2 separate regions of the Capsicum annuum genome follow, and region 1 is linked to region 2. A link is a contact called in public Hi-C data. All regions are on one chromosome and are shown on one strand. Each heading gives the region's core, a stretch centred on a gene start, on an enhancer-like site or on the middle of the called end of the contact. The rest is flanking DNA. Distances are from core to core; before and after follow the strand shown. Region 1 holds the start of LOC107867382. Region 2 has its middle 28 kb from the start of LOC107868669.

What was found. Hi-C and Micro-C count contacts between places; a contact is called where the count stands out from the background.
Region 1: a Hi-C map of leaf shows a contact between it and region 2, with 2.1 times the contacts expected there. The contact joins the promoter of LOC107867382 here to the enhancer-like site in region 2. A contact is called at or near these places in 2 of 5 Hi-C or Micro-C datasets (bud and leaf).

The regions. Positions count from the first base shown.
Region 1 is chr4:213,943,043-213,945,808 of UCD10Xv1.1, reverse strand. It overlaps LOC107867382, which reads right to left and starts at 1,321. Exons shown (of 23, transcript XM_016713579.2): 1 at 1,017-1,321; 2 at 820-883; 3 at 1-376. The coding sequence starts at 867.
Region 2 is chr4:213,905,460-213,908,290 of UCD10Xv1.1, reverse strand. No RefSeq gene overlaps it. Among protein-coding and RNA genes, the nearest start is that of LOC107868669, 28 kb to the left of the region's middle. Within about 2 kb of position 1,285, at least 2 of the 5 cell types and tissues checked have an H3K27ac peak or open chromatin away from gene starts, as enhancers often do. A contact at or near this core is called in leaf, where this site is marked.

The sequences.
Region 1 (2,766 bases), core at 72-2,571, 37 kb before region 2:
ATGAACCAACATCATCAGAGTACATACTGTCACTTGCATACTGAGCAGCACCACGCCTTGGTGGGAGATTGTAGTATCTCTGAGTGGCTGCAGTAGTACTAGGAACTCTGTCATCATGTGGTGATGAATCCAGCGAGTATCTCCCCCCGTAAACCTCCTCTTCCGAATCAGTGATCATGTCATTCTCAGAAACTGATGCACTTCCGTCTAAATCTCTAGATACAGGAATGACCCCCGACAGATGACCACTCCTGAATTTCGAAGGCGGAGGAAGTCCAACATTACGCCCACCATTTCTCATGCTGCCAATTGGATCAATTCTTGATCTTTCGCTTAAAATAGAGTAAGGAACTTCCTTTTTCTGTTGCCCAGTACCCTGAATTTCAAGTTCAATTCTCAGATGAGACACAAAAAATCAAGAGTCTACCACTTGATAAACATCACATCATTTGCTGACTTCCAAGTTCAAATTTTCAAATAAGACAACAAAATTCAAGAATCAACCACTCCATAAACATCACATCATTTGCTAAATTTCAAAATCAAAAATCAAAATCACTCCCACAACAGGACCAAAAAGAAAAAGTCTGACGTCACAAAATTCAAAATTTCAAGATTATGGGGAAACCCCACATAGATAAAGACCCTAAAAACAAACAAAAACAAACCCATATGCAATCAGAAGATAAATATCAGAAAATTTCAAATTTCAAGAACATGGGCAAACCCCACATAGACAAAAGATCCTAATACAACAGGCAAAACAAACCCATACACAATCAAAAGACAAATATCATTAAAAAAATGCAGAAATGAGACCTCTCTAACCCACTTGAGGGCGTTGTTATCGAGACCCTCAGTGAACATCTGCTTCTTTAATAACCTGTATAATCAAAGAAACAAAAACCCATTAAGAGAAAATCACAATGCATCAACTTAACTAAAAGCAAAACAGCAAAAGAATACACATAATACCAAAATGTGATAGTAGTAGTAAACAAAAAAATAATGAATACCCAGAAGAAGCAAAGATTAATAACCCACTGTCACTGAGTCACTGCTAAAACGCTGTCGTTTTTACTTCATCACTGTCTTCGAATTACAACATTTTTATTTTTATTTTGTTATTAATGGGGAAAACAAAAATGGGGGAATTTGTTAGGCCAAAAAGTACTGAGCACGTACAAATAGTGAAAGAGAAGCAATGACGAAAATGAAAATGGTGTTGGGGTGCGTGGGCGTGGGGGTGGGGGTGGGGGTGAGAGGGTGGGGGAGGAAAACAGAAGAGGAGTCGAACGTTGTAATGTGAACAACCTTTACTGCACTGGTTTTCTTTCTCTCTCCGCTTTAATACTCTGTTTGGATGCTTCTTAATACTCTTTTGCTTTAGCAACTTCATGTAAAATTAAGGGTCCTTTGGTTGGAAAACAAATTATGTTGAGATAAGTTATGCTAGAATTAGTTATACTTTTTAGTGGTTATTTGGTTTGTGGTATCAAAAATAATATGCATGGAATTCTTTTTAAGAATAGATTGTGTGTTGACAAAAATAATCCTTACCTTGTTTAGTTTAATAATTATTTTTATGAAAATTACATTAATAAAAATAATTATTAACTAGCTTTTTATGAAAATTGTATTGGTAAGAGTATTGATAAGTTTTTACAATGTCGTTTGTCGTAGAATTACCTTTTTTGTTATTCCTTTTAATTTTTTTTAACAAAATATATTTGACAATAATTACTACATTTAACTTCTAAATTTATTTATTGTCAAATAAAATGGGGAATTTACTAGTCATGTTCATAGAAAATAAATAAGAGAATTTTTTTATAAACAACATAGTTTTGAAACATATTTATCATACATTTTTATATTTTTTATAATTATTAAGTATAATAAAAACTTTTTTTGAAGTGCGATACACTAAAGGCCACAATACAGGTTGAATTGTGATAGTAAAATGAAGAAAATTGTGATAATTTTTTTTTAAAATGCAACACATTTTACAGGACAAAAATAATGCGATTCGCTTAATTCAATATCTCAATCGTTGATAAAGTGTTTCAATTATACATTTTTCATTCAATTTTTTTTTACATGTGTTCTCATTCATCTATTAAGTAATTAAGTTAACCACATAAAATATGTCATTTCTTTTAATTATACATATTTGTCTCAGTAAGCCGTAAAATCCTAGATATTTTCTATTATGTCAGACAAAGAATTTGGGGTAATTCTGTCCTATTCTAATTTTATTTCAAGAATAAATAATGATGAGATTGTCATCCCACTAAATGTATGGATAACTTATTTCGTACTATTTATTAGTATCAGGATAAGTTATTCCAAATATTGTCAACCAAACATGCATTAAAATTTGTATCCCAAAATCATTTACTTTTGTACCTCACACCAAACGATCCTTAGTATCTTGTCATTTGTTAACCATATTTTTTACCTCATCTGCTTAACCTTCCATCCATTTATTTTATCCATTGTATTAAAAATAGACATTCAATAGTATTTATTTAATTTAAATCAATAGATAATTACATTGTTGTATCTATTTTACTCATGTTATTATTATTCACTGTCTAATGCATTTTTCAAAGCATGAAATTTATTCTATTTAAAGGGTAACATAATAAATTTATCACTATTATTTATTATTTATTAAGGTATGTGTCTAGTTAATAATGAACAACTATTGCAGGACAGAAGGAGTAGTGCTTAATTTGCAGTAGATTTTTATGAAGTAAGGAA
Region 2 (2,831 bases), core at 36-2,535:
AACAACATCTTAATCATTCAGATGTTTATTCAGATTCAGACGTTTAAATCTTAAAAAAACAAATGCAGCCTTATTGTCTGTACTATCTGTTTAAACTGGATTTGATATCTACAACTACAAATAATTGGATATTGTGATGCAACTTGGTAGTTAGGCGGCTATCGATATGAAAAAAAAGACAAATTCAATCACTATCGATTCAACTTGTTGATGGAAGCTATGTTACTTGAACTCTTCAAAATGTTACCAGGAACATGTCAGATCCTCCAAAAGTGGTATATTTTTGAAGGACCTGACACAGGTGCGTTAACATTTTTAGAGTGTTCGAGCAACCTAAGATGGAAGTACCAAGTTAAATCACAGTATCAATTACTTTTAGAACTGTAATTTTCAAGGATACTGACTTCAACTTTCTTGCAATTGACTCCTTCTAGGTTAATTAGTTTCCTAGTTGAGTATATTTCACAGCATTGCAAGATATTTATTGTTAATCTTTATTGGTTTGGTTGGAATTGTGGGTCTTTTTGTAACAAATGTTTGGTGACTAGGGCAGAATCTCAGGACAAATTGGTTTCTTTCTCTAGCAGGTGCATTAATATTGGCAAACACATTTTGAAATAAGCAAAACCAACAACATTAGCAAACATATTTTGAAACCACAGCTGGGTAATTTGATCAAACATAAGCTAATACTTGTAGACACCTAATTTCGTTCCTCCCTGACATCACTTTTACCTACTTTTACTTTATCCTACCGTGTACCCTCATTTACATGATAACCCCTCCATAAATTGACAAAACAATGACCAAATCTAAATAAATTTTATCCCAAAATTCCCACCTCATCTCAATTGATAACAAATTAACAACCCTCCCTATTAAATTAGGCCACCTCACCACTACCTACCCATTCCCTCAACCCCCTACACCTTTTCTTTCCTTTAAATGAAATAATAAAAAGAATCCACACGGACCATCACAAAAAGAAGAGACACTCTTACAGAATTCTCACTCAGCGCTGCACACACACACACTCTTTGATCGGAAAAACAGTCCCTCATCCCCTATTTGACTAAAAAATCACACACCACACATGAGAATGGATGTAGATTGAGAGAGAGAGTCACGAACAGAGTGAGAGAGTGAAACAAGAGAGACGGATGGGGTTTGAATTGGCGAGGGTGGATAGAAATCGCCAAGAATCAGGTGGGTCAAGTTTTTCCTAGTTACCTGTTTACCGGAGCTGTCCGTTTCTAAATATTTTCAGGCGGCTCTAGCTAAAGAGAATCGAAAATAGCCGGAGAGCTGATCATTTTGTCAATTTATACCCATCGTTGCTCTCGCCAGAATCTCTTTGTTTTGTTTGATTTTGGTTCAGATTTGGTAAGATTTTGGATGCGGGTATTCTCGGGTTTTCGTAGATTCAGTCTCGGATTGTTCGTTATTTCTTCCTTCTTAGGATTCAAATCTGACTGGGTCGTTATTCCTCAATATCGGAGTTGGAGTTGGTCACTGTTGAGGCCCTATTCAGAGTTTTAAAGTTTGGGTCTTCTTAAATCTTATTACCAATGAAATCGGTTCTTCAAAGGTCCATCTCTTAACTCTACTTTTGAATTATACCAAGGTGGTTAATATCGTGATTTTGTGATGTGGTTTTGAATATTTTGAGCAAAATGTTGATTGTTGTTGTGGATGTGAATGATCGGTATGCTTAAATGTTTGAGTCTTCGTTTGGGTATGTGTTCGATATTGATTTCGGATGTTGAAAAAGTAATTTGATAGTCGAATTGGTTGTTTGGGAGTCGGGATCGAAAATTGATAATCAAATAAGTCGAAGGTTGTTTATTTTGATTCATTACTGAATATTGTTGAATTGGATAGCATCATGATTAGGCCATCGAATGAATAGGTGAAAGAAGGTTCGGGTAGGCAAAGATTTAAGAATAAGTGTTTGCTCGTTGAATTATTGAATGCTTGAAATGAGTGTTGAATGGTTTGGTTTTATTGCTTTTGGATCGAATGTATCATTTAGCCGGGGAATGCCCCGAGACACATTGTATTTATTCACCGGGGAATGCCCCGACGTACTATGTCAGCGGAAGACGTTCGTGAGAAAGGCCCGAGGCGCCGGATAAAGCCTGGGAGCGTAGTTAGGATTAGTATAGGTTAGATAAGATTTATTTTTCGCATTTTATTTATTTTGGGTATGTATAATCGGATTGAACACTATACTTTGATTCATTTTGTTTGGTTTGTTTGTTTGCTTTACGTGCTTCTTTGTGGTTTGTACATTCATAGTGTCAAAATTAGCTGATACGCTCTACCAAGCGACCATGGTCGAACCACAGGATCGAGGGGTGCCTAACACCTTCCCTTCGGTCAACAGAATTCCTTAGCCGAAATTTTTGTTCGCAAACTAGTTTAAAGAGTTAAATGATTTTGAAAAGGATTTTCCAATGGTGACTTGGCACACCAGATTATGCAAAGTGATGACTCTGATTTCGAATGTAAAAACAATCCTTCTTCGAAACAAATCATTTTCTTTTGTCACTTAATAAAAAACCCTTTCGAACTTAATCATATTCTTTTTGGATGAAAAAGGGGTGTGACAATACTAAATAAGTAATTTCAGGGAGATCAAACTTTCCGTATAATCGAATCCTTGTAGATAGCCAGGATATACAACCAACCATTCATATGGTCGATCGGATGTCCTAAACCCCTGATTTAACCCTAGATTTTGGTACATACTGAAGTAGAGTAGCACTTCACCATCTGCAAACCAATATTTTGGTACGTCAAAATATAGATCGGGATCTTGTATGCTAAAT